Regions from separate parts of the Mus musculus genome. Here regions 2, 3, 4, 5, 6 and 7 are each linked to region 1. A link is a contact called in public HiChIP or PLAC-seq and promoter capture Hi-C data. All regions are on one chromosome and are shown on one strand. The core of a region is the stretch at or near the end of the contact, and the rest is flanking DNA. Distances in the headings are between cores, read along the strand shown.

Region 1 (3,873 bases), core at 929-3,428:
CTTTGGTCAGGCGCCTGAACCTTTTTCTAGGCCTATCCAAACACTATCTTGTAAAACCTAGTTTTAATGAAGGACTTTGTGAAGGGAGTTTACCAAGACCACCCCTCTGCCAATTCTGTATGCCAGGCTCCCAATTATAGACACAAGCCTTCCAGGATTGTCTTCAGCAAGAACCCAGTTAGGTTGGCTTAGCCAGACCCCTTTACCCTTTTTTTCCCTCGAATCACATTCTCATCCACTAACCCTCAAAACTGATCTTTGGTTACAAATTTCCCCCTTGTTCATCTCTAGTTGGAGTCCTATTTCTCCCCCACTGTACTGGCTCCTATATCTAGCTGTACAATCCTTTATACCAGTTCTTAACCTGTAGGTTGTGACCTCTTTGGGGGAGGGTCACATATTATACCTGATACCATACTTGAATATCAGATATTTACATTATAATTCATAACAGTCGCAAAATTACAGTTATGGAGGAGAAACAAAATAATTTTACAGTTGGGGGACAGCACTTTAAAGGGTCGCAGGACTAGGAAGGTTGAGAACCACTGTTTACACGGCCTTCCTTATCGTTCTTTGACAAGCCACAGAATACTTTTTAGTGTAACTGCTAACTAGACACAAACTGGACTTACAGCATAGACAGTTGAAGCCTGTTCCCCTGGCACTGCCTCCCTGGCATAGCTGTAGCCATTTTGCTTCTCGCCTGCCAGTATGAGTGCCATCTCATACTGCTGCCACTGAAATTAGACTGACTGCTGACCCAGAGAATAGTCTGGCTCAGACCGTGGTCATGTTGACCATATATCCCGGTATGTTCAGAGGTTTGTTACCATGTTTTGAGGACTGTTCTTCTTGCAAACTCCCCAATTGCAGACTTCACTCAGAGCTAAGCAAGATAGAAGTCAACTTGAACTGTTATGTCTAAATTATTTAAACACACACACACACAACTTGGAAAAAGGCCAATAACCCTACAAGCCCTCCCCGCAATTGCTTGTGAGTTCATTATGGGTTTCTGCCTATATAAACTGACCCTGAAACGAAGTTCATGATAGTAGCATTCAGTTCCAGAGTCTAAGCTATGTCTACCGACCGTGGGGTGTGCATTCAATACACTATCCCTGTCTGACTGAGATTGATATTCCTGTGGTTTGTGGGGCGACTCCTGGACCCTAACAGGGACCAGCTCTGGAATTCCTTTCACTTCAGACTGTGGAACCCCGTCCTCCTCCATTCTCATGCCTCTAGAAACACCTAAAGACTCCTTCACAGATAGGAAGGCAGCTCTTGACTAAACAGACTCTTTACCGATTTACTAAACACGGGCTATGTTCAACAGAACCCAATGGGAAGAGAATTGGGCCCGGATACGTGTTTCATCTCCAGAAAAAAAGCCTGGGGCCCCGAGGCCGTCAGACATTTGTACCACGCAAGCATCCATCCTGCATCCCATCCATGGCTTCGGTCCGTCTTGCAAGCCACACATAGCACTGGTATCCAGACCACCCATGAACGAAGCAGGGAGCTCACTGGGCTAAGTTCGAGCCTCCTCCTCCCACTCTAGGAAAGTGAGCTAACAGTGAGATCCTCTGCATTCACGCGGTAGCCGGCGTCCCGTGAGGCCGGCTACTTAGCGGGAGAGATGGCGCCCGCTGCAGGTGTCGGGAGAGGTTCACCCACCTGTCTCGACCTAGAGTCCGCCGGATTCACTGAACCGAGAAAAAAGAAAAGAAAAGGAAAAAAAAAATCACTTTTGAAAAACGACTTCGTTTTTGTTAGCAATACCCAGATAGGAGCTAGCCGAAACCGGAAGTTGCATCACCTCCGGTCGCGCCAGGCAGTGACAGTCCTTAGCCCCGCCTCTGTTCCTAAAGCAACGATGGCCGCTCCCGCGTACGACACTATTGCTAGCATTTCTCGAATTGGGAGGGACTATCGATTTTCATCACCTGCTGTAGTTTTCCTCAGCAACTCTTACTCATGCATTCATTTTATTTAGGCTTGGTTGGCGGGTGAACTGGGAGCTAGGAAAGGCGACGTCGGATGTAGAGTAGCGCCATCTTGTACGGACCCTGAACGTTTAGCACGCCGAGCGTGAGCTTACATCGGGCAATACTTGTCAGAGAGGAAAAAAAAAAATAGCGTTTTTACGCGATGGCGTATTTCCGTTTCCTCTCTGCCAGGGCGTTTTTGGTTGGACGGTCTTGTTGCGGAGGGAGGGGGAAGATTGTTTGCTCCGTAGACGCTCCCCGTAAAGCAAGGTAAACTGAGGTAAAGCCGGGAAGGGGCATTTTTTTTTTCGCCTGGTTACATGGGATGGCTGGGACTCAGACGCTGGGTCCGCGGAAGAGTATGCGCTTGGAGCCTGGAGGCTCAGATGGCCCCCAGGGCTGGAGAGGCAAGGTTGGGGGATAGAAGGTGAATTGCAAAGCCGGACCGAGGGGGACGGGCTTGGTAGAAAAAGGGTGTGGAGGAGAGAGGGTGGGGCTCAGAGGGAAGTTTGGAAGGGGAGGGACTGTGGAGGGAACAGGGACGCGAGCAGAGTCGGACCTAAAGTCCTTGAGGCCGGAGGAAAGAAGTTGAGGTGGGGGACTGGTCGGATCTCGGGAGTGTGTGTTGGGAAACCAGTGGTATCTTGGGGAGACCCAGGACGCGGAGGAGGCTGCTGGCCAAGGTTCTGATGCTGACATCCTATGTAACTTGACCTTTGTGTCTCCTGCAGCTCCCCAGAGGCGCATCTCCCACCCTCTGCTTGGACTTAGCTTTCTCTCCATCTGCCACCACAGCCTGGAGGCGCTTGCCTCCACCCTCCCGAATGGTGCTCCTCTTCCCAGGCGTCGGCCCAGGATCCAGGCCCCCTTTGCTCCTTGAGTTGGAGCTGTTGCCGCTGGGGTCTCTTGGTGGGCTCCCCGTGGTGAGGTGTGAAGAACTTTTGCACAGACGAAGCTTTAGTTATAAGGACCTCCTCAGCAGTTCGAAGCTCAGCCTCTAACTGAACGCGAGGCCCATCTGTGCTGCTTCTCTTCGGCCTTTGAGAAGAGAAAGCCCTATTCTGTTCCATCCAAAGTCCAGGAAGCCTCAAACTGGGGCCCTGCTCCCAGCATGCCAGCCCTCTCTTGTGCATAGGGCTTTGCCCTCTTCCAGCCAGCATGGCTGATCTCAAAAAGGCTGCAGGGGGCCGGGAGACTCCGCAGGGGGAACTTCGGTCAGAGGTGGTAGAGGATGAGGGCCCTAGGAGCCCGGTCGCAGAGGAGCCTGGAGGAAGTGGAAGCAACAGCAGTGAGACCAAATTGTCCCCTAGAGAGGAGGAGGAACTGGATCCTAGGATACAGGTGAGAAGGCTGATGGAGGAGGTCAGAAGTCCAGAGGCCAGACTTGCTGAAGAGCTGTGGGATCAATGAGGCCTTAGACTCCTCTCTCACAGTGGGCTGGGGTGGGAAAGGGAAGCAGACATGTACATAAAACGTGGCGGTTCAGTGTGACAAGTGTGACAAGTGCTGATGGAGAGCAGGGACCCTGCCTGAGTGCTTGGGGCATAGAACCACTCATTGTTCTTCTTTCTGAATAAGCAAAAAGATTGCTAGCTCAGGTATCTTACATATCCTGGAGGCAAGAGGAGATGGCTGAGACTGGGAGGCAGTTTGGAGGCTGAGGAAATCTCCCCCCCCCCCCCCCCACCTTTTACCTTCTTAGATATGTCTCTCAGAATCATTTTGAGTTGTGAGACCTTTCAGGTATTTGAAAGGCACGGTAAGGTTTGAGTCTGTAAGGAAATCAACTCCCTTCCCTCCTCCCCATCCCCCTCTCTTTGAGACAGGATTCTCTTGTGTAGCCCTGGCTGTCCTGGAACTTGATTTGTAGACTAGGGTG
Region 2 (3,873 bases), core at 909-3,408, 980 kb after region 1:
CTTGTGCAAGCATGAGCCCTGCCACCCACATGCCCTGGTCCCCTGGAGATGGGCCAGGGCTCTGAGTTTGACAGGACACTCAGAGATAGGCTACCCTTACTTCCGGAGCATTGCTGTGATCAGACCTACCCAAGACTAAAGAAAGCAGAACTGTCTCCAGCATCTAAAAGGTAGGTCATCCTCACTAGCAAGCACCCCATCTCCAAAGATGTACAAGGGCTGACTCCAGGCCTCTCTGTGCGTGGGCTGCCCAAGACTGCTGCCTCCTTCCTCTGCACTTGCTGGGTGGCCGAGGTGCCAGCTCCGCTCTCACCGAGTATGCATCGCCTGCAGTGCCTGGCGACACTCGTTTACAATCTCACACATCATTTTTCTTGGAAGCAATCTCGTGCCTTTAAATATGTCATCGCTCAGCGTCTCCCGTCTCCTGCTTCTTCCTAGGAGCGGGAGCCAGGCCTCCAGGTGGAAGTCTCCCTGATGCTGCTCCCCACCCCCCCAACACACACACCACCCCCATGCTGCCATGGCTGGAGCTGCCTTCTGGGTTCATTTTGATGCAGAAGCACCATTGGATGGCGATGTGGGGTGTAGGTGGGTTCCCAGCAATGGGGAGCGATACGAGTCCCCCTGACCGTGTAGTTAAATGGGCCTCTGATGGGGAAACCAAGGCTCGGAGAGGAAGTGATGGGCTCTCCCGACCCCTCACTCAGCCACACACCCACCACATATGGAAGCTTTTCAGTCAGGACAGGGTATATTCACTTGGGTGGTCCACACCCACAGGAGTAACCTGCTTGGCTCTGACCAGTGCGGAGGCTGATGTGATTTTTTTTTTTTCACTCATTTCCTCCTCTGCTTTCCTTTGGAGCCGTGACAGGTGGCTGAGCAGTTGCTGTGCACGGCTAGACAACTCAGCCTCCCAGAGGAGCTCAAAACCCTCAGACTTGGAGGTCTCCCATCCAGAATCAGCCCCTCTAAGTTGAGAAGGCGGTGGCTGGTAAGGAGGTTTGCCTTCCAGGGTGTGGAGCTTGCCCCTGTAAGCCCAGGTCAGGGAGGCACGCTAGTGTTGGAGGTCCCTGGGTTTTGTTAGCTTGGCTCTGGTGTGTGTGTGTGTGTGTGTGTCACTGTCTTGCACAGAAAGTGCGTCTCCAGCACGGAAGGTTGACACGCGGTGGGCATGTGTCAGGATCCAATCACTCGGTCCTATTCTCCAGCACTTTGAATGGTCCCTGAATAAGCCGCCCCTCCCCCAATGTCAGGGGACTCTTAAGCAGTCTATTGGGTGCCCTGGGCAATTGTGTTTCTCTGCGTGTTAGTTAAGGTTTGACTTATAGACAATTCAGTCCACGAAGATGAGTCACAGCTCTGGGCTTTCACACAGACCAGTCACCATCCTGGCCAGCGGTCCCCTTCATCTTCCACCCTGTTTGGGGTATGAGGTCCCTGAGTGTCAGTGATATCTGCAGCTAGTAGTCCAGAAGTCCCTGAGGACCATATTGTCCCATCCTCAGGTCCAAGTCGGCCACAGCACCGGCTCTGCAGAAATGCCTTTTTGGTCTCCCTTGGAGAGGTCGCCTTTCCATTCCTCCAGCTACAGCACCCCAACTTTCAGCAGTGGCTCCCTCTTGGCAACATTGGCCCGCGAGTGGATTCGCGTCCCCCCACGCTCCCGCTCTGTAATCCAGTGGCTAACGTCGCTCCCAAGCCACCCAGTCACTATCCCCTCAAGCACAGTCGTCCAAGTTTCTCGGCTCTTGGATGTCTTTCCCGGCGGCCAACACCCGGTCCCTAACTGTCAGGAGACACCCCGGAGCTCGCACTTGTGTCCTGGCTGCAGACACCTAGCCCCGGGGTCTAACCCTGCTCTGTCTCTCAGTCCCGCCCCATCGCTCCTTCTGGCTCCGTTACTCGACCGGGGTTCCCACCGCGCCACGTGCCCAGCCCTCCCCACAGCGCGCCCCAGGCCCGCCCCGCGAGCCGAGCAGCTCGGCGGCCGCGGCGGCGGCGGCGGGCGCGCAGCTCGGATTTCGGCCCGCCCCCGGCGCCGGCGTGACCCCTCCTCCGGGGCGCGGGCGGGCCGAGCCCAGCTGGCCGGCGCCCCGCCCCGCGGCCGCGGCTGCGGACGCTATAAGAGGGCGGCGGTCGCGGCGCGCCCTGCGCGGAGCCCGGAGCGCGATGGTCTGCCGCCGCGGCGCGGCAAGATGCTGGATGGGTCCCTTCTGGCGCGCTGGCTGGCCGCGGCCTTCGGGCTGACGCTGCTGCTCGCCGCGCTGCGCCCTTCGGCCGCCTACTTCGGGTAGGTGCCCGCGGCGGGCGGCCGCGCGAGGGCGGGCGAGGGCGGCGGGGCCGGACGGGGGCATCGAGCCCGGGGTAGCACTCGCCAGGTGCTCGGCGGGGTACACGGGTGGCTTGGAGTCGTTAGTTGGCAGCGAGCGCGCCTCTCGGTCCGCAGGTCGTTGCCCGCCGTGCGCCCTAGAGGTAGAGGGGCCGGTGTCCCCGACGGGCTTGCGCGGGGCCGCGGTCCACGGTGACTCCCGAGTCGCCGCCGCCGCCTTAGGCCGCGGTGTTCCTGCCAAAAGGCTGGAGCCTCCCTGGCCCCTGCCCACTACCCCCCTTCTCTCCTGGAAAAGTTAATTTAACAACAACAAAAAAACACGTACAAAATCCAGATGTTCCTTGCACTGAGCCCCAAAGGGGAGAAAAAAAACCCTCCAAGCTGGAGAAATTTATTTTTCTTGCGCTTTTTTCTGGCGCTCGCCCGAGCCTGGCCCCGACCTCGGCCCTCGGGAACACGTCTGGGAGACCTGACCCCGGGGGGTAAACGCCGCCGCTGTCCCGCGGGGTCGCCGCCCGCACTCGCCTGTCTATGCGTTAGCAGTTTTGCCGCGTTCTTGGGCGCGTCTCTTCACCTTTGGTTCCTTTCGTCCCTCCCTCTCTACTCGCTTTCCCAGGTTTGGGATGCCTGAACCCAGCGATCTTTAGAGGGACACCCACTGCACTTTGAGTTCTCCAAGGTCCTGGGTGGCACCACGCATGGCAGCGCCCCAGCTTTCTCTGCCCTCCCTGCTTATCACCCTTCTTTCCCCCTCTGGGAGACCTGGGTTAGCCCCTCGGGTCGCAACCCTGGTCCTGGGTGATCTGGACTGCGTCTTGGGCCGCCGCCCTTCGCCGGTCACCTGTTCCCTCGCCCCTGGCTTCAGTGGCCGCTCGCAGCGGTGTGGCCGGCAGAGGGCCCCGTTGGTCTAGGAATCTGGCACCCGCCAGGGCAGGGAGAGGCGGCTGGGCTGAGGAACCCTGCAGGTGTATCCTGTTCTCAAAGAAAATAAAATATTTTCATGGGAAATTTTCCCTTTGTGTTTTTCTTTCTCCTCCTTTCTCCTCCGTCTGTCCATTTCTTCTGGGTTGTCTTCCAGGGTCAGTTCCATGTCTCGGTTCCCAGGGTCTCCCCACCCTGGCTCCCCTGGTCCGACCCCTGGGCCTTGGCCTGGCACGCCCCTGCACGCCATCTGTGCAGCCCTAAGCCTCACCCGCGGGCAAGAGGGAGGGCTGAGGATGGCCGTCTGGCCACAGGTCCGCGGTGAGTCACAGCAGCCCATCAGCCAGCTGTGCCTTCCTCTCTTCTGGCCCAGTCAGGCATCTGACACGCCCTGGGCTTGCGTGAGCGGCCACTTTGCTCCTTCTGGGATCTCTGCTGCTGGCCTTGTGGCCCTGGGATTCAGAACCTACAGGTGATGGGGTTAGAATCCTGGTGGCTGTAATGCCTCCCATCCATCCCTCTCTCTCACCCTCGCTTAGCTGGCTTGATACTTTGCATCTTGGGAAAATTCTCTAGCTTGGCGCCTGAAGGGGTGTTGGAACTCCCGGTTCCGTGGC
Region 3 (3,873 bases), core at 861-3,360, 900 kb after region 1:
ACAACAAGTTTTTTCTCTTGGTTAGGCTGCCTGACACTGGGTTACCACAGCAACTGCTGGTCTAATTTACCTTTACTTTAAAAAAAAAAAGAAAGAAAGAAAAAGAAAAAGAAAAGGTATTTTGAAGCCTGTCTGGTCCTGGGCAGAGGAAGCAGCCCAGTGGAGCAAAGATTCTGAATATCCGTTCTACAAGGGGCAAGGGGCACAGTGGACGTCCCAGATGCATGACTTACAATCACAGCTGTGTGAGGGCCACAGAACTAGTTACTGCTACTTTCCTTTCAGGATGAGTAGACTGAGTATGAGTCAGCTGTTATTCACACTGCCTTAAACCTTGTATGCAGTGCTAGAGATCCAAACCAAGACTTCACGAAGGCTAGAAAAGCACTCTACCATCTAGCTCCTAAACCTTTTTGAAGTAGCAATTCTGTACATCTGCCTCACAAGCAAGAGAACAGTGTGGTGATCCAGTGACTCAGACCCATTTTCAAATCTAAGGATAAGTGAGAGACATTCCAATAAGGGAAACCTTTATGCCACAGAAGACAATGTAGTTCACACATCTGTGACTGGCCCTTACACCACACAACTCTCTGGAGAAACAGAGAAACCAGGTAGTAACACAGTGCATCAAATCTCATAGTTTAGGCTATTTCTGCTAGTGCTGCTAAAAGTTCAAAAGTGAGGACACTATAGTCACCTATGTCAGGCACTGTGGATACTGGCTAAGACAGAGGAGAGACACGAGGCCAGCACACAAAGCACCATGGCACCTCACTAGTCTTCTGACAGACACGGCAGAAACCACCAGAATCAGCCTGCAGGAAAAACTGCTGACCACTAGTTGTGAAACAAGAACTACAACAGAAGACTCCAACATGGGTTGTGGCATCAACTACTGGGCTCTCCAATGACTTCTGGGACCAAGAGCAGCTGACCCTTCCTTTCCTGACAAAGCAGCCAGTTGCTGTTTGAATGGGAGAATTCCTTCTTGATGTGAACAGAATCCCTAGCATTTTGCATTTGTTCTATGTAGCTAGACCATACAACATATGTAGCTACCTACACTACAAACTGACATGGCACGACCACCCTAAATGGACAGCCAGAATTGTGTACTGGACCTGGTCTCTGTACCTGCGGACTGCTCAGAGGCCGGGAACGGGTTATTCCATGGGCAGGTTAAAGATTCTCCAATTCAGAATGGCCTTTCTAATCCACCCAAAAGTGCATAAAGGAGCCGGTCAAGAGGCGAAACAAGGCTCAAACCCCTCCGGGGGCCATCGGCACCCCAATGCAGATCTCACCGACGATATTCGGGGCCCAAATCACGGCTAATTGGGGATCACAGTGGGTATTCTGGTATCCCCCGAGATCCGCAAATGCGCGTGTTAAATCCCAGCACCTGGATCCGCAGTTCGGAGCCCCTGTCCGACACCTGTCCCTTTCCCTTCCCCCTTCCTACAACTTCGGTCCTCCAGGCCGACAGGAACCGGACTCGAGAGACAGAAGAGGAAGACCTCGCCACCCGAGTGACCTTGACGTCGTCTCGGGGCCACCCGAGCCTCAGTTTCCCCAAGCCCGCGGTTCATGCCGTATCTGAAGCGGCCGGCTAGCCTTTAAGAAGGAAAACCCCGTGACCCCCCGAACCCTGCTCCCCGCTCCCAGGCTCTCGGGCCGTGGAGCCTAGGAGAGGCGCAGAGAGGAACAGCAGGAAACCTGGCTTCCTGGAGAAGAGCCGGCGTCCTGGCCGGACTTCCGGGCTGCGGCCCGCGGCGGGCGGCCAGGCAGGCGTAAGGGCCGCGGAGTGGGGGAGGGCCAAGCGGCCGTGGGCGACGCGGGACTCCGGGGCGTCCCGATCCTCTGTCCGGCCTGCCGCCGAGCTCACTGAGCATAGACCTCAGGCCGCCCGACCGGACTCGGTCCTTAGCAGCCGCAGCTGAGCGCCCCCTTGACTCCCACGATGACCAGCCCGCGGCCTCCCCAGTTTCGGCCTCAGCGCGCCCCGCGTCTCACCTCCGCGGCGGCTGCTCCCAGCCAGGCGTTGGTTTCGCTCCCACAAGATGGCGGCGCTGACGGCAGCCACGTCAGCGCCTGCCGCGGGGCACGCCGGGGGAAGAGGGCGGGCACGCAGAGGGCCCCGCCCCCACACGGATGGCGCTTGCGCGTCTGCACTTTGTAGCCTTCACGGGGCGGAGCCGAGGTCGCTCTGTTTCCGGATCGGGTCCCGGGCTAGCACTCTGGCTCCCGGCACTAGAACGAGCAAGGGTGTGGTGTATGGAGTTCCGTGTCCGCCGGCGCGTGCGCACGCGCGCCTTCCTGCGGAATTCCAGCCCATTCCGCGGATGCGGGGGTTGAGGCCAGTAAGCGTTCTAGAGCGCCAAGGTCAGAGTGGGAAGGTCGTGTCAGCCCTAGGAGGTGTAATGTCCTTCTCACAGTACCCCAGGGTCTCTGATATTCCAGCTGGGCCCTGGAATTGAAGAGAATGATGTGACCGACAGATGGCCAAAGTGGGAAGAGGCGCAGGCCAAATGTCAGACAAGCACCATGTCTCCACACTGGTCTTGGACCTGTGTGCACGCTCAGAGCTGACTGAGAGGACCAGACACCTGCATGGGCATAGCACTGCCTGAGAGGCAGTGATGGGGTGGCCTCCTTCAGGGTGCAGGTGAGGAGGAATCCGTTAACTCTCCCCATCGATGCAGGAATCAGGCCCAGGCTCTGTCCTCCCTATCCAGTTCTTCCACCCCGTGTGCTGTTGGGAGAAGTCCCACAGGTAGGAGATGTTGAGGGCCCTGGGAGATTCTTTTGAGCCTGGAGCCCTATCTATTGAGTTAGCAGGAGACAGTTCTGTTACCAGGGCCTGCTTCAGCCACTGTTGTGTCCAGGCACAGGGTACAGGGCATCCTCACTGTGTTTGGGGGTTGAGACCTCCAGAGCTTTCTCCCCAGAGTTGTGGGTGCTGAGCCTGGCAGGATTCGATGCAATAGTCACCTTCTTGACCCTAACACATCCCTTTCCATCGCTCAGGGCTCCATTTTCAAATGCTGCTTCTGTAAACGTCTATGGGGGTGCTTGCCTGTTCTCTCTCACCCTCAACACACAGCAAGTGTTTATACAAAGCCTTGGGTGTCGCTGCCTGCCACCAACCCTGGAGAAATGGCAGGACATCTCCTGAGACCTGTGATTCCAGCCATGCCAGAAGCCTGTCTTAGCCTCATGGATAAGTCGACAAAGAGATGGGGTGTCCAGAAAACCGCAGGCTAATAGTCAAGAACCAAACTCCCTTTCTGTACCTAAAAAGGCTAAAATTATGAAAAAATGGAGACAGGGTGGTAGTCATTCTGTTTATTGTAATGTGACCACTGTACATTGTAGTCCCGCTCAAAACATCACTCTGTACCCCGTAAATAATTATTTGTGTCAGTTAAAATTTTAAACAGCCTTTGTAGATATTTAATATCCACATGTGTAATGGATGATACATTTGAAGTGGATACCTACCTAGGCAGGCTCTTCCTACCTCCCCAGGTCAGCTGAAGCCACAGTGAAATTTTCATATTGCACATGAACTTTGAATGTTAAATTGTATATTCACTTAAATATATATAATTTTTCAAGATTTACTTATTTTATCTATATATGTGAGTGTCTATAAATATGTATGTATACCATATGGGTGCCTGGTGCCCAAAAAGTCCAGAAGATCCATTGGAACTGGAGCTACTGATGTTTTGAGTTACTATGCAGTTTCTGGGAACCAAACCCAGTTCCTCTACAAGAGCTGCAGTGGACTTGACCACAGAACCATCACTCCATCCCCAAGTGTGTATTAAAAAGGAAGTTGGACAATTGAACTGAAGAAACTCTTCA
Region 4 (3,873 bases), core at 932-3,431, 880 kb after region 1:
GGTTGAGAAGTATTTGGACAGTGGACAGGAAGTACCAGCAACTAACAGCTCTACTTGCCTACTATTAGAAACCCCCAAGGTAAACTCCTGGATCACATACACCCTGCACTCATCCTTCTCACCTCCACCCTTAATAGGGCCTTTCCTAAAAGACAACCGGGGGAGAAACACTTCCCTGCCCTTGGGAACCCAGGAGTGTGGCCAGGCAGTGTGTCTTGAACCCCTGGTGTACTCCATTCTGCAGAATAAGTGACTATGTAAACCAAATCTATGAGTAGCTGCCTGAACCTTTGTACTCCTGATGTTGGTATAAAATCCCACTGGCTTCCTCCAGACGAAGGAGCACACAGAATAGCTAACCTCAAAAGCAGGCCTGGGATTATCCAACCCTTCATCGTGTTACTCCATTACTTGACATTCTGGGTGTCACTAGAATAGGTGATTATACAAGGATGCACAGGCCTTAGAACCGTTCTAGACATTTGTCCCGTGACCTCCCAGACCCATAGTCCACCTCCTCCTTAGCGTCACCTAGTATGCATTCTGTGATCTGACCATGCAGCTCGACCTTCCGTGTCCTAAGCATACCTGGCCTGGTTAAAGGTGAAGGCCCAGAAGCTGCTCCCTGGCTTTCTGGAGACCTTTCCTAGGAGACGGCTAGTATGCTCTTCTTTTGCTGTGGCCCACATGACTGACCGATGCTCCCTTATTGTTGCAGATTTTGTTGTTTACTGGAAAAAAACATTTCTAATTGTGTGCCTCAGCCTTAGTACACACCTTTAATCCCAATGAAGGTAAACTTAGTTAGAAAGAAGCACCCATGTTTGAAAGTGATTTCCAGTGACTCAGGGAGATTTGACAGAATAGGATATGCCTATCTCTCATGAGAACAGAGAGGAAAGAAGTGACTTAGGGGAAAGAATAGGAGAGGGCAGTTTACTGGGACCATTGTACAGAGACAGGTTGCAGAGAAAGAACAAACTAGCCAGGTGAAGACAGAACGAGCCAGAAAATGAGCCAGAGATTAGAACATAATACCAAAGGTCGTATGAGGCCAAGCAGAGCAATTCGGGGGAAGCTGGAAGAAGCCAATTTGAATCATTCAGTGTGGAGGAGTCTGAGCCAGAATAGCTGAGTTGACCACCCAGCTAGATAGAGTTCAGAAGAGCATTAAAGGGTGAGCTTATTCAGCAATAGGTCTCAGAGGTTGAAAACATTCTAGGCCAAGATAAGATTGTATGGAGGCTAGAAGCTTCCAGGACAAGGCCTGGGTTAGCAGACAGAGGCGGTAAGCTTCAGAAATGACAATTACATCAGGCAAATAAAGGATACGTTTCCACTTTATTGTGCAGCTCCCCTTGGGACCATCCATTCATCCCGAGTATGATCTTGTTCTGAGGAATCTGTCCCAACTGTGTCCTCTAAAGCCAGGCCATGACCTCAGGGCTCATACCAAGAGCCTCACAAGCTGTGGCAGGTACTCAACGTGTTCAGGATGAAGACATAAAAATGAGGCTGTCTTGGTCTATTTGGGATGCTAGAGAGTTCCAGGATGGGTATTTTTTCAGACTAGGGATGAAACCCAAGACCATCATGTTAAGCAAGTGATCTGTCATTAAGATGTAGCTCAGTTTCTGTTCATTTTGAGGCGCAGCCTCAGTAAATTGCCCAGTAAAGCTTCACCTGCAGAGAACACAGATCGCTCTGGTTTAGGGATGCTTTGGCTTTCATGTCACATACGCATATTCTGTCACCCAGAGCATGGAAGAGTGAATCCATGTTTCTTTGGTGACTTTATCTGTCCCTCTGTTCCGTGAAGGTTTGCCATTATTTAACTTAGTTTCAACAGTGACCCGGGACCTTTGGAGTTAGCATTCTTGGCTTTCCAGAAAGCAAGGGGCCGGCCCCTCCTGGTGTCACTAAGGTTTTGTAGTGTCCCCTTCCACCGAGATTCCTTCACACGAGAGTTATCAGGTGGGATAGCACAGCCGCCTTTTTGAGGAGCTATTGCGCAGGCGCACGTGGCACTAGGATGAAGGATGCGCCAGAGAAGCCCTGAACGCCCTTTAGAAAGAGGATCTTGATTGATAAGGCCCTCGGATACGCAGTGCGCAGGCGCACGGGCACGTTAGCGAGAGCGCAGGCGCGCGCGGGGGCGCGAGAGTGACGTCACGGCGTGCGTCCGGAGTGCTGCGGGAAGTCCGACTAGAGACCGCGGGTACTGAAGGCTGTGCAGTGGCTCCAGCGCCATGTTCGGCTCCAATCGCGGTGGCGTGCGTGGCGGACAAGACCAGTTCAATTGGGAGGACGTGAAGACTGACAAGCAGAGGGAGAACTACTTGGGCAACTCGCTGATGGCGCCAGTAGGCCGCTGGCAGAAGGGCCGCGACCTCACCTGGTACGCGAAGGACCGCGCGCCGTGTACCGGCCCGAGCCGTGAGGAAGAGCTGGCAGCCGTGCGCGAGGCGGAGCGTGAGGCGCTGCTGGCCGCACTGTAAGTGCCTGGTCTGCGGGGCGACCGCAAGCCCCGAGGGCGGGATCTGGGTGGCCCTGGGGCGGGGCTGGATGTGGGCGGGGCACAGGAAAGAAGGGGACCGAGGGGCCAGACCCTTGATGAGCATTCCTGACCTTTGCTCGCAGTGGTTACAAGAACGTGAGGAAACAGCCCACCGGCCTGAGCAAGGAGGTGAGTCTGAGATATGGGTTCGAGGTCCGCGGGGTGGTTGGGGGGGGGTGGGGGGGTCCGTCTGTCTCGGCCTAGAACCTCCTATCTTACCCTGCTTTCGCAGGACTTCGTGGAGATCTGCAAACGGGAAGGAGGAGACCCCGAGGAGAAGGGCGTGGACCGGCTCCTGGGCTTGGGCAGCGCCAGGTTAGGCTAGTTGGGGAGTCCAGGGTAGGCCTGGGCGGTGATTGAGAACTGTCCTCAAATGCTCTGTCCCCTGCAGTGGCTCCGCGGGCCGTGTGGCGCTATCCCGAGAAGACAAAGAGGCTGCCAAACTTGGGCTGTCAGTGTTCACGGTAAACCCTGTCAAGCCCAATGCACAGGATCCTGGGGTTTAGAGGTGTCTGAGATGTGGGGCAGGATTCCCTGGGTGTTCCTCACCACGGCTACTCATGTCATACAGCACCACCGTGTGGACAGCGAAGGCCCAAGCACTGCCCCAACTGCTCCCAGGAAGAAGCCTCGCGCTGAGGACAAGGTCGAACCGGAGTAAGTTGAGTCTGCCTCCCTGTGCATAAAGGGGCAGACTGCCTTAGCTCTCTTAGTTTGACTGAAGTAGGCGGACCTCCATCTCTGGGCTGGAGTCTCAGTAGCTGCCATAGGTGACCCAGCAGGGTGACGCTCAGGACCATGATACTGGCCAGTTTGGTGGGAGGTGCTTGTGGGGTGGGCGGCACACAACTTTCTTTAATCCCAGCATTTGGTAGACAGCAGGCTGATCTCTCAGAGTTCTCACAAGCTGGTACGTGTGTCTGGTTACTTCTACTTTTGTGTCATCTCAACTTTGTACCTAGGTAAAATAGTGAGTTCCAAGCTAGACAAGGCTGCATAATGAGAACTTGTCTCCAAGGAGAGAGGAGGCTCACCAGGTTGGCAGCATTCCAGCACTCATCTTTGTGGCCATGGAGCCTAATAAGCTCATTTATAAATATGAACTCCCGACATGTAGATATTATCAGTGCACAATGGATCCTGTTCTAGTCTGCCTTTCCCTGCTGGGTGAGACTACCCCACAGTCGAGTAGACACGAGTCCTTCAAGCTCGGATCCTTTGTATTGTTTCTTGCAGTGCAGAGAGCCATAAGAAAAGCAAGAAAGAAAAGAAGAAAAAGAAGAAGAAACACAAGAAACACAAAAAGAAGAAAGACA
Region 5 (3,873 bases), core at 944-3,443, 860 kb after region 1:
TTGGGGAGACCACTGAAGAAACTTTGGACCCCTATCTCTTCAGCTTTCCCAGTCCCAAACTTCAACTGCCTGACAAAGAGCCCCAAGCCCCTAATTGTAAAACAAGCCAAGATTCAAGCGACTTCATAGGAGCACTGGAGGGAACATGCTCTGCTGGGACGTCCTAGACAAAACTTCCTATACATCCTCTTCCAATCTATACCTCAGGCCTCTAGGACTGGAAATCTGTCACAACCATCACCTCCCTCCTGTCAACTGAAGAGCAGGCCCTTCCAGGAAGGAGAAGAACTACTAGTCCTCCAAGACAAACAGCGCTAGGCAGACATGAGTGACACACCCGAGCCCTGAGCCCCCAGGACTTAGGCACCTCTTCCAACAGCAGCAGCCAGAGCAGCCAAAGCATTTTCAATCTTATTCCTCTGAGCCAGATGGACCTACCACGGCCTCCCAACAAAGAGGTGGAGGAGCAGCAGCCAACCACGGACAGCCTGCTGCACCTTCCTGGTGCTGCCCATCTTCGTTTGTGTCTCTTCCCAGCAAGGACAAAAAGGAACGGGCTGATTCCTTGGCCAGGAATCATGAGGTAGAGGGAACATAAAGGAAAAAGGGCTCAGAACCCAACGAGGATAAAGGGGAAAGACCCTAGGACACTGCACAGTTTGTCATCTGCTCGATCGTGCAGAAGGGACACCAAGGCTTTACAGGGTCAGGGAAGACTGAACGGTGGAGGAGGATGGGGGACAGGGTAGAGCAAAGGAAACTGAGGCCCAGGACGTGTAGGCAGGGAATGGGTAGGGCAGGGCAGGGAAGACTAGGGACCAGCAGAAGCAGAATCAAGAAAGATAGGGACCGGGGCTGGAGAGATGGCTCAGTGGTTAAGAGCACTGACTGCTCTTCCAGAGGTCCAGAGTTCAAATCCCAACAACCACATGGTGGCTCACAACCATCTGTAATGGGATCTGATGCCCTCTTCTGGTGTGTCTGAAGAAAGAGACAGTGTACTTATAGATAATAAATAAATCTTGAAAGAAAGAAAGAAAGAAAGAAAGAAAGAAAGAAAGAAAGAAAGAAAGAAAGAAAGAAAGAAAGAAAGAAAGAAAGAAAGAAAGGAAGGAAGGAAGACAGACACCATCACATGCAATCAGGGAGGATGGGGACAGGACAGGATGGGACAGGGAAGATTAAGTCCCAACCAGAAGAGTCAGGGATACAAGAAGCCTTGCTCATATGGCTGCCTCCCAAGAGCTCAACCCTACTCTAACTTTCCTTCTTTGTCGCCTGGGCTCTTTCCTCTCACATCCCCTTCTGCCTTTTCTTTTCCAATTACATCATGTTTCCTGGATATTTTGTGTTTGTCAAGACAGACGAGAAAGGGAAACAACTTTAGTAGTCGCTTTCATAACTAGCCTATGACCTCCTGCAAGGTGAACTGAAGGAGCACCCACAGAAACAAACTGCATTCTTCTTTCTCTCCTTGGAGCCTATCAAAGGCTGACCAGTCATTTACTTGCTTTCTCCCTCTCTCCTCAGATACCGCGGAGCTAATGTCACCTGCTCCACCTCCAGGCACCACCAGAACGAACCCCGCCCACTTCCACGTTGGATAAAACGATGCCTGAGAATAATAAGCCCAAAGGCAGATTAATATTTTTTTCTAAAACAAAACAAATCGGGACAAGCCAAATCCTAATAGTCTGCAGGGCCTGCACCATCTGCAGGCACTGAAGTCCAACGCCCGCAATGGCTCAGGAGTAAAGCCATGTGCTTGAGCCTACCCAGGACGCCGGCTGGGTAGGGAACAGAGGAAGAGCGCAGACTAGGCTCATGCTGCACCGATCTGCTGGTGGCTGGGACTCCGCGTGCCCATCCCTGTCGTTCTGGGGTCCCGAGAAACACGTTCACCCGGCATCCCCACAAGATGGAGACGGCACGCAAGGGAAATATGCTGCCACAAGTCCCACTCCGAAGACAACCAGCCACCAGCGCACTCACCGTCCGCGGGGACCCGACCCAGGGCGGCCACCGCCAGCCCGACCAGCGGGCGCCGCAGCATCAGGGACCGCCCGCAGGACTACGTCACAGCGGCGCGCCGGCCCACCGGAACACACCGGAGGGCGGCATGGCTACGCACACCGAGTACGCAAAGCACCAGCGCCGGCCACGTCCCACCTTTGCCCGCTGACATTACGTCTCCCTCGCCGGCCCCACCTACACCACATTAAATCCCGCCTTGTCACGGCCCCCAAGCGACAGCCACACCTCAGCCCAACGGGGGGGGGGGGGGCCGCGATGATGCACAGGCGCACTGCGCGGTTCTCCCCGACGACCACGCCCACTTCTCTTCGTTGTTTCTTCTCCAAACTCCGCCCTTTTCCGTACCCTCCTTTCTTTCCCTAGGCTCAAACCCTACCAATTTACAAAGACCCTGAGAGGAACACATCAGAAGTCAGCTTCGAATCCGTTTAGTTACATTTTCGGGTTAGCCGGTTAACTGTTAAATCATTTCAAGAGGCGGCTAGCACGTGCTATTTATTCTTCCAGAGGACCCAGATTCAGTTCCCAGCACTCAGGTTGGGCAGGCGCATCACCTGCACTCATGTACTCTTACCCAAACACATAGACACATACACCTAATTTTAAGTCTTTTAGTTTTTTAGATAGGGTCTTACTATGTAGTCTTGACTGTCTGGAAACTCCCAGAGAGCCATCTACCTCTACCTCCCAAATGCCGGTAATAAAAAGATGTATACCAAGGGAAGCAGAGGCAGATGGATCTTTGAGTTCAAGGCCAGCCTTGTCTACAGTGCAAGTTCCAGGACAGCCAGGGTACACAGAAAAACCCCATCTCAAACAAAAGTATGTACTATTGTGGCTCCCCAAAGTATTTTTTAAATAAGTTACTTCAAGAAACTGGAAGGCAGGGGCTGGTGAGATGGTTCAGTGGGTAAGAGCACCGGACTGCTCTTCCGAAGGTCAGGAGTTCAAATCCCAGCAACCACATGGTGGCTCACAACCATCCGTATCGAGATCTGACTCCCTCTTCTGGAGTGTCTGAGGACAGCTACAGTGTACTTACAATAAATAAATAAATAAATAAATAAATAAATAAATAAATAAATAAATAAATAAATAAACAAACAAACAAATAAATCTTAAACAAAAAAGAAAAAAGAAAGAAAGAAACGGGAAGGCAAAGATCTCAGAGAATGCTGAAGTTGTCTTTAATTCAGGAGATAAAAGAAAAATAAGCCCAATGTGGTGGCACACACCTTTAATGTCAGCACTTGGAAGTAGAGGTAGGCCGACCTTTAGAACATTCAGGACAGGTTCCATTTACATAGTTAGCTCTAGGCCAATCAAGGTTACATAGGGAGACCCTGTCTTAAATAAAACAAACTTATTAAAGAATTGCAGTAAAGTGGGCAGCACAGTTGAGTTAAGTATCAGTTCTTTCCAAAAGCTTTTTTTGGAGAGAAGTCCTGAGCTTCGAGGTGATCTAGAGGGGCAGTGAAGGAAGTGCACATGAGATTCCTTGGAAAATGTACTGACTTTATAAGAAATATCTTTGCCTAATTTTACTCTTAAAAATATTACACAGGGGGCTGGAGAGATGGCTTAGGGGTTAAGAGCGCCGAGTGCTCTTCCGAAGGTCCTGAGTTCAAATCCCAGCAACTACATGGTGGCTCACAACCATCTGTAATGAGATGATGCCCTCTTCTGGTGCCTCTGAGGAAGCAAGGAAGGGAGGGGAGGGGAGGGAGGGAGGAAGGAGGGAAGGGGAGGGAGGGAGGGAAGGGGAGGGAGGGAATATTCTCTAGGAGGGTGGAATGGATCTGGTCTTGTCCCACCACTATAAGGCTGTGTTGAGACTGT
Region 6 (3,873 bases), core at 437-2,936, 830 kb after region 1:
AAAGACTAGCGCTTGAATCAACTCCAGCTGCCTATTGGTAACATGGAGAGATGATGGCGACCTGGAAACACAGGCAGATCCAAGGCTCCAGTATGGAGTCCATGCATGTTTTCTACAAAGGGCAATGACTGGCTTAGGCTTAAGGCCCTGAGTCACCACAGCCCGAACACTGCCTGGAAGACACCATCCCAGGGTTCACACAGAACTCTATATGCCAAAGCATCACAGTGGGTCTGGCCCATGGGTTGTCATTTGCTGACACAGTTCTAGATTCAGAGATTCACTAAGCGAAGTAATGTGGGAAAAGGATCTCTAGGAAGCACATCACTGTGGCCTTTCAGCACCTGGAGACAGGCACTCTAGATTTCCCCCCACAGAATGCAGACAACTACTGGATAGTGGTGCCATGGCTGTCAATTCTCATCCACCACTCTCATCCTGGAATAGCTACCCTCAGGGGTTCAGGAACTGTTCTCCAGATATGAGGATTCCCCATATACTCCCAATGAGCATCTAGGGGCTACTGAAGAGGCTCACCAAAAACCAACTTGGAAAGACACCGGGTAGCTGAGACAGGCAGCCAGGCCTGGACTTTGGTAGGAGTCAAGGGACAGCTCAGGGACAGGATAGGGAGGGCGGGTCTTCACATGCCTACTAGACAATGCTGAGACTTCACGACTTAGATCCTATAAAGGTGAGCAGCTGAAGACTCAATGCTATAGACGCAGGCCCTGCCCAGACTGGCCAGCAAACACTATTTACAGTCACAGTCAGGTCTGCTGTATAGATAATGAGACCATACAGGCAAACAGCTGGCACTGCAAAGAGGAACCAGAAATAAGGGAAAAACTGGATTCTCAGAACACTGGGACAATCTGTCACTGTGGAGAGGCTGTGCAGAGAGTGGCTTTTTGAATAAAGTCCCACGAACCAGCGAAATCTTTCTAAGAAGTGAGGAGGGAGGGACAAAGCTGAAGCACCCATCTTGAAAATAACTCCAGAAGCTTCTGACTTGACTGGTTGGGGTCCCAGGCACAACGCTCTGTGCAAGTAACTAGCGCAACCTGGATGCCTTCCATGGGACATCCGCCTCTAGGTGACCCCTTCCCTAAGTCTAGATTGTCCTCAGAAAGTCATTTCCAGAATAATCTAATTATGCCTCTTCCCAAGGGTGTCTAGCCAGTATTCCCTAGAAATCTTATCCTGGACATCCTTCCTGGGATTCTGGAGGTCTGCTCCCTCAGCACTCTAACGACCCTACTGCCCCGCCCTGCTGCCCCGCCCAAGCTCACCCATACAGAATGACGTCATAGAGCGTGCGTCCCTGCACATTCAGGAAATGGGCATACGCCGCACGCGCAGAGGGCTGAGCCGCGCCGGTCGGAGGCCCCGAAAGCGGCAGCTCATTGGTCGATAGTCCCAACAGGAAGGGTGCAGCGTCCGGGCCGCGCACGCGCACTAAGGCGCGCCCGTCCAGCCGGAAGCAAGTCCAGGCCACACCGTCCGCGGGGTTGCTGCCAAGAAGGCCAAAGCCACGGGCTAGGCAGTGACTCGCGGTCCCGCTCAGCCGCCAGTGCCAAGCTGGGCTTCTGCGCCCCACAGCCGCGCCCCGAAGCAGCGCCACCGCTGCCATCTTGGGCGCTAAGTGAAGGCGGGCACCACAGCGGCCCCGGGCGGCGGCGGCGGCGGCGGCGGCTGGCGACGCGCGTGCGTGGGGGGGAAAGTGGGCGGGACCTCAGCCAGTGGATGGGTGCGCAAGCCCAGATAAACACCAAGGCTAGAGCCACCCGGTGACCCTTTCCTTAGTTGGCTCCTGGTCAAACCGCTTGTGGTCGTGGTAAATAAGTAAACATGAAATCTGCCATCTTACCTCGGTCCTGGTGTGCAATCCCAGCCAGCCTCTCGGGGGGCAGAGGCAGGAGGATGCGTGTTCAAGACCTGCCTGTGCAACTTAAAATGAATATCCTGTCTCCGAATAAAAAGTTGAAGATAGATAGCTCAGTGGTAGAGCATTTCCTAGCAGGCAGGAAGCCATGGTTCCCATCCCCAGTACTGCCCAGAAAAAAAGGAGGAAAAAAGTTAGGCATTTCCTTGTTCACGGTTAAATACGAACAGTATAAAATGTATTATCTTCACCACTGTTACTTTGTTATTGCTATACTAAACATGACCAAAAGCAACTTGGGAAGAAAAGGGGTTCACTTCATTTGAAAACTCTCAGGTCACACCCACTTACAGAGAGAACTCAGGGCAGGAACTGAAGCAGAAGCCCTGGAAGAGGGCTCTTACCGGCCAGCTTCTGATGGCTTGTCCAGCCTGCTTTTTGATACGACCCAGGAGCACCTGTCCACAGTGAGCTGGGCCCTCTCACATCAGTCATTGATGTGATATAAGCCAAGACCTGTTTAGAGGCCAAGCTTATGGAGGCGTTTTCTGAATCTTCCCAGATATCGCTAGGCTTGTGGCAAGTTGATGAAAGCCAGCCAGCGAGACCACTTTTAGTGCATTTATATCGGCATTGTTCAAACGGCTGCGCAGCCCTCACTATCATCCAACTCCAGAACTTTTTATCTCCCAATCATCCAACTCCAGAACGTTGACTCCTCCCAGAACACACACTCAGCCGCTGGTGCCCACAGTTGGCTTTCTGCCCTTGTGGGTTGGAAGCCTCTGAGAACCAGTGCCTGTCCTCTTGCACCTGGCTCTCTTCATGGAGCACCCATCCTCAGTATAGCACGTATCAGAATTCCCTTCCCTTTTTAAGAATTGTATTTTATAGCTGGGCATGGTGGCACACACCTTTAATCCCAGCACTTGGGAGACAGAGGCAGGTGGATTTCTGAGTTTGAGGCCAGCCTGGTCTACAGAGTGAGTTCCAGGACAGCCAGGGCTATACAGAGAAATCCTGTATCGAAAAAAAATTTTTTTATTACGGTAATGCCTACCTTTCCCTATGTGCTGAGCTGGCAACGGGTACTTGGGAGGTCTCCAATTCTTGGAGCCAGGAAAAGTGTTGCTATGAAAACAACTACACGGATGTCTCTTTGAGTCCCTGTTCTTGGGTCTTTGGGGCATACTGGATCATATTGCTACCAGGGAAACTGGAGTTCCTTTTGTGTGTTCTTAGTCTTATTAACAAAAGAATTTCGAAATGGACTTGGAGCTTGGTAGTGGCGCATGCCTTTAACACCAGCATTGGCTGGGCAGAGGCAGGCAGGTCTCTGTAAGCCCTGGCTAGTCTACAGAGCTAGTATCAAGACAGTCAGGGATACACAAATAAGCCCTATCTTGTGGGAAGGGGAGAAGAAAATTAACAGTTGAGAGAAAAACCTACAAAGAAAGTAGATGTGTTGCATAGTTCTTTTATGTCAACTTGACACAGGCTAAAGTCATCTGAGAGGAAGGAACCGCAATTAAGAAAATGCCTCCATAAGATCTGGCTTTAGGCACGTCTGTATGGCATTTTCTTAATTAGTGATTGATGGAGGAGGGCCAGGCCCATTGTGAGTAGGGCCATCCCTGGGCTGCTTGTCCTGGATTCTATAAGAAAGCAGACTGAACAAACCATGCTTCGGAGCAAAGCCACTATGCAGCATCCCTCCCCTCCCCTCCCCTGCCCTCCTCTCCCCTCCCCTCCCCTCCCCTCCTCTCCCCTCCCCTCCCCTCCATGGCCTCTGCCTCAGCTCCTGGCTGGTGTTTGAGGTCCCCCCCCCAGACTTCCTTGAATGATAAATAACAATGTGGAAGTGTAAGCCCAATAACCCCTTTCCTCCCCAGCTTGTTTTTTGGTCATACTATTTTGTCATAGCAACAGAAACCCTGACAGGAATAGAAAGTCAGTAGGTAAGCAACACATTCCTACAGTTGCTTGGA
Region 7 (3,873 bases), core at 652-3,151, 810 kb before region 1:
AGTAGGTAAGACCTATCTGGTGCCAAATGGCTGCTGAATCCTTTCGCATTTGAACAGCATTCTCTCATACTCTAGTATCTCCAAATTTATAGTATTCTTTTATAGTAATCCAATTAGACCATGCATGCATCTGTGTTTGTAATGTCTACCTTAAATATGCTTAAGATTTTAACGAATGAAAATGCCAATGAGATAAAGAAAAGTTCAGGCTTATGACAGTCAATCTCAGTTGCCAAACTGATATGCCTAGAACCACCAGAGAGTCCTCTGGGCACATCTGTGGAGACTGTCCTGCTGAGGTTAACAGACTCGGGAAGACCCATCTACTGTGGGTGGCACAATGACAAAGGCTGGGATCCTGGAAGGTGTCAAAAGGAGAAGCCAGCTGATGGCAAGCATTCCCTGCTCTCGGCTTCTAGACTGTGGGTGCAAAGTGACCAGTTTCCTACGTGACCTTCCTGCCACTGGACAAGCGAACTGTGACTCAGAATAAGATCGCCTTCCTTGTTTCTGTCTGGGTATCTTATCACAGCAACAGGAAGGTAAACAAACAAAGGGTATGGAGACAGCACAGAAGAAAGGTCAGGGAGCCATGATATAATCCCCTAGAGTCATGTCTCTATTAGGGAAGAAGCAAGGGTGACAGGCTAGAAAGGTAGACCAAGAATATGCTGCCTAGTGTTCTCCCTCCTCTCCTCTTCTTTTTCTGCTGCCATCTTGTCTCTCCCTCCCAATAAAACCTCTTCCACGTGAAAAAAAAAAAAAAAAAAGGTGTTGCCTAGACTCTATGGGTACACGATATGCATATATTAAACTGTCCCAAAAACTCATAGAAAAAAAAAATTCCATACACAAGTACCAATTGCCATGCAAACTAACTCAGAAAAATAGAAAAATAACTCGTTTAACTTATTCATGGCAAGAACCTTTTGCATATGGACCCAGTTCTGGAGACAGAGAAGATATGTAAGGCAATTTCTGCCCCTGTCAGTCCAAAGGCTGATCTAACAAAAAGACACCGACATGCTTGCCCAAAGTTCAGAAGGTGTTCTTGCAGCTGTATAGACACTGTTTTAGAGCTACCTTTTTCTTCTTTCTCCGAGTTACAACATATAATATATAGTCTCTCGATTTGCTCTATGTAAGCAAATAGAACGCACATATTGCATACGTTCATTTAAATTTTATGAAACTAGAACATTCCGATTAGTAAACTCCAGCTGTCCCTATTATTTCACTTGCACAATAGAGATTTTAATAAGCATCGAGGACGTGCCAAGAGTTTAGGCTGAGTCAGGAGACAAGATTCGTGAGTGGTGATGTCCCTCTCCACCGTTCCTATAAGTAAGATTAAACACATACCAGACATACGGAATTGTACTATTTAATGTTTTCCGGGTATGGTTTTTCCTGATTGGAGGAGAACAATCCAGGTGACTGGAGAAGTCAAACAAGGCGCCTCACAGTCGAGACACAAATATGCCCAGAGCACACGCGTGACCATCGCCTTTACCCGGAGGCGGCGTGGCTGGCGTGGCTGACTAGCTGGAAGCCGAGCCTGGGGTCAGCGCTGCCGCCGGTCCGTGCGACAGGGAGCCCCAGCTGCAGGCTGCGGCGACTCCCCAGCTAACGTGGCGGGTCTCTCGTCTCCGCACGTCCGCACGCAGGTCCCACCCCCAGGCCTCAGGTAAACAAGCTCTCCAGCCCTTCGGCCGGCAAGCCCACCAAACATGGCTGGAAGCGTTGCAGCCCCTCAACCCGTGACCCCGAGACCCCCCAGCCTTCGCCGCCCTCACCCGGAAGCCCCACAACCCCGACACCGCCCCTCACCGCGGCCACCGCCGCTCGCTCGCCGATCCGACCCGACCGTCGCGGAAGTACTCCTGACCTCAGCGCGGAGGCGGGGTCGCCGTCGAGGAGTACTTCCGGGTCAAGCATCCTCTAGGGCGGAAGGCGCTGACTGCAGAGAGGTGAGTGAATCCGCTGCTCCGGTGGCTTCCTGAGAGGTAAAGGATGCTTGAAGCTGGACACGGGGGATGCCAGGATGTCCGCCCTCCGTGAAGGCTGGGTGTGGGTGTCGGGGTTCCGCCATGAGGTATTTCCAGAATACTCGAGGGCCAGCGACGATCCGGGACACAAACTGGGAATTCAGGGCGGGCCCTGCTCTCAGCTCACTGCAAAGGTGGTGAGGAAGGGAGACCACCACCATCAAAACAACGGAATCTGAGGGGGTAGTTAAGTGCTTTCGTCCAAGTTTAAATGCGGTGATGGAACGGAACTGAGTGAGGAAGTGAGAAGGGGGAAGCCTGCCTGTAGGGAGGAGGAGTAGAGGTTTTGAATAAATAGTAAAGGGAGACGGGGGGGGGGGGGGGGGGCGGAGAACTTGGGCACTGGGTCTTTGTGAGGTCGGTGACCAGGCGTTTGACTTAAAATTTGGAACTCGATGGGAAGTAATTGATAGTTTCTAAGCAGGAGAGTGATATGCTTTTGATTTGTAATTTTAGATGTGCAGTGCATCGCTTCATTTGTCCCTGGGCAGTTTATCCAAGAAGACATTAAGCAAAATTGTGTTAAAATATGGGGTGGGGGGGGCACCTGAAACCCTAAAGACTTGCTTTCGAGTGTCTCGCTGTTGTGTTGTGTTGGTGTATAGCTAAGTGGGAGTGCGTTTGCCTGTCATGTGCAAGACCCTGGGTTTGATCCTGAGCACAAAAAAAAAAAAAAAAAAAAAAAAAAAAAAAAAGGAACAGATTCCCCTCCTCTGTTCAATCCCTTACATCAGTGTTCAGATGTAACTGCCACTTCCTAAAACCCTTCAAATGTTTGACTTTACTTTCAATAGTAATTCTTTACATTTCCGTATGCTGATATTCTCTACGACCTTACTAAATGCCTGTTCCTTTGAAGATTTGCAAGTTCAAGGCTAGCCTTGGCTACATTGTGAACTCTAGGCCAGCCAGAGCTAAGTAACCACATCCTGTCACAAACAAAAACGTCTGGTCCAACAAATAAACCAGAAAAAAGATTTCTTCTGGTTTTCTTTTGTAAAGGAAAAATGTATAGGAATGTATCTTGGGCCACTAGTAACTGTCTTGTCTTTTACATGTTGCCATTAGTATTATAGTGACAATTCTGAAAAATTTTGGTCTTAGAGTCCATTGCACTTAAACTTACCAAGAATTTTGAAGAGTTTTGTTTAAATAGATTACTACTGCCAGTACATTCCATTTAAGAAATCAAAACTACTCTCAAAAAAAGAAGTAGCTTTAAAATGGTAAGTCACTAAATGATAACTGACATTTCTATAAAGATTATTTTCCAGGTGAAGTACTGGCACAGGTCTGTGATCCCAGCATTTAGCAGATGGAGGTACAGGCAGGAGGGGAGCTCAAGTTTACCTTGGAGTGCAAATTCGAGGCCAGCCTGGACTACATGAGACCTTTCTCAGAAACACAGTTTCTCTAATTTCTCATGGGAAGCTGTTACTGGGGAAAGGAAATGATAAGCAAAAGGAACAACTAGAACCAGAATGTGAGGTTGAAGACAGTTTAGAGACAGTAGAGAGTAAGACACACGTAACTGAAGCTTTGTGTGGGGACTGGAAACATTGTATGATTCTAGGCAAAGAAGGGGATGATAATGGAATCAGCATCCAGATATGGAAACTAAGCGGCCTCGAGCACATCAGAGCAAGTGATAAAGGTGCAACTTAAGACCATACCAAATTACAAACTATTTCAGGCAGTTTGTGCACGTGTGCACTGTTCCTACATATTGAACTCCCAGAGTGTTACAACTGCTATCTGAAGTTTTAAGCTTATCTCCTAAATAGTGAGAAGTCTCCTAATAGATTTTGTTTTTCTTTGAAAGACA

What was found. Promoter capture Hi-C pulls out the DNA fragments that hold promoters and counts their contacts. HiChIP or PLAC-seq counts read pairs in DNA pulled down with a chosen protein or histone mark.
Region 2: a contact with region 1 is called in a FOXA1 HiChIP or PLAC-seq map of pancreatic cancer cells. The contact joins the promoter of Wnt9a here to the promoter of Sh3bp5l in region 1.
Region 3: a promoter capture Hi-C map of pre-B cells shows a contact between it and region 1, with 4 times the contacts expected there. The contact joins the promoter of Arf1 here to the promoter of Sh3bp5l in region 1. A contact is called at or near these places in 2 of 39 promoter capture datasets (liver and pre-B cells), 1 of 484 Hi-C or Micro-C datasets (CD4 T cells), 6 of 115 datasets of contacts at active chromatin or transcription factors (bone marrow-derived dendritic cells, embryonic forebrain, embryonic hindbrain and 3 more) and 1 of 9 other capture datasets (liver).
Region 4: a promoter capture Hi-C map of pre-B cells shows a contact between it and region 1, with 5 times the contacts expected there. The contact joins the promoter of 2310033P09Rik here to the promoter of Sh3bp5l in region 1. A contact is called at or near these places in 11 of 39 promoter capture datasets (the 3T3-L1 cell line, cranial neural crest, embryonic stem cells and 6 more), 5 of 484 Hi-C or Micro-C datasets (B cells, CD4 T cells, embryonic stem cells and 1 more) and 6 of 115 datasets of contacts at active chromatin or transcription factors (astrocytes, embryonic forebrain, embryonic stem cells and 2 more).
Region 5: a promoter capture Hi-C map of liver shows a contact between it and region 1, with 4 times the contacts expected there. The contact joins the promoter of Guk1 here to the promoter of Sh3bp5l in region 1. A contact is called at or near these places in 4 of 39 promoter capture datasets (frontonasal cranial neural crest, hippocampal neurons, liver and 1 more), 2 of 484 Hi-C or Micro-C datasets (B cells and myeloid progenitors) and 5 of 115 datasets of contacts at active chromatin or transcription factors (astrocytes, embryonic forebrain, embryonic stem cells and 2 more).
Region 6: a promoter capture Hi-C map of liver shows a contact between it and region 1, with 3 times the contacts expected there. The contact joins the promoter of Iba57 here to the promoter of Sh3bp5l in region 1. A contact is called at or near these places in 8 of 39 promoter capture datasets (the 3T3-L1 cell line, 3T3-L1-derived adipocytes, the C10 cell line and 4 more), 2 of 484 Hi-C or Micro-C datasets (embryonic stem cells and myeloid progenitors), 4 of 115 datasets of contacts at active chromatin or transcription factors (astrocytes, embryonic hindbrain, memory CD8 T cells and 1 more) and 2 of 9 other capture datasets (adipose tissue and liver).
Region 7: a contact with region 1 is called in a promoter capture Hi-C map of neutrophils, with 5 times the contacts expected there. The contact joins the promoter of Fam114a2 here to the promoter of Sh3bp5l in region 1. A contact is called at or near these places in 3 of 39 promoter capture datasets (liver, neutrophils and pre-B cells), 6 of 484 Hi-C or Micro-C datasets (B cells, CD4 T cells, CD8 T cells and 2 more), 2 of 115 datasets of contacts at active chromatin or transcription factors (bone marrow-derived macrophages and memory CD8 T cells) and 2 of 9 other capture datasets (adipose tissue and liver).

Annotation. Positions count from the first base shown.
Region 1 is chr11:58,328,529-58,332,401 of GRCm38.p6, forward strand. It overlaps Sh3bp5l (SH3 binding domain protein 5 like), which reads left to right and starts at 2,179. Exons shown (of 7, transcript NM_024480.5): 1 at 2,179-2,264; 2 at 2,726-3,335. The coding sequence starts at 3,153. It also overlaps a transcript of Zfp672 not described here.
Region 2 is chr11:59,304,772-59,308,644 of GRCm38.p6, forward strand. Wnt9a (wingless-type MMTV integration site family, member 9A) reads left to right here and starts at 2,159. Exons shown (of 4, transcript NM_139298.2): 1 at 2,159-2,296. The coding sequence starts at 2,202.
Region 3 is chr11:59,226,157-59,230,029 of GRCm38.p6, forward strand. Arf1 (ADP-ribosylation factor 1) reads right to left here and starts at 2,111. Exons shown (of 5, transcript NM_007476.3): 1 at 2,017-2,111.
Region 4 is chr11:59,206,180-59,210,052 of GRCm38.p6, forward strand. 2310033P09Rik (RIKEN cDNA 2310033P09 gene) reads left to right here and starts at 2,182. Exons shown (of 7, transcript NM_024210.2): 1 at 2,182-2,494; 2 at 2,641-2,686; 3 at 2,790-2,872; 4 at 2,949-3,021; 5 at 3,129-3,214; 6 at 3,794-3,873. The coding sequence starts at 2,250.
Region 5 is chr11:59,189,759-59,193,631 of GRCm38.p6, forward strand. It overlaps Guk1 (guanylate kinase 1), which reads right to left and starts at 2,194. Exons shown (of 8, transcript NM_008193.3): 1 at 1,993-2,194. The coding sequence starts at 2,053.
Region 6 is chr11:59,162,059-59,165,931 of GRCm38.p6, forward strand. It overlaps Iba57 (IBA57 homolog, iron-sulfur cluster assembly), which reads right to left and starts at 1,687. Exons shown (of 3, transcript NM_173785.6): 1 at 1,293-1,687. The coding sequence starts at 1,633.
Region 7 is chr11:57,516,743-57,520,615 of GRCm38.p6, forward strand. Fam114a2 (family with sequence similarity 114, member A2) reads right to left here and starts at 1,902. Exons shown (of 14, transcript NM_026342.3): 1 at 1,831-1,902. Mfap3 (microfibrillar-associated protein 3) reads left to right here and starts at 1,923. Exons shown (of 3, transcript NM_180599.1): 1 at 1,923-1,970.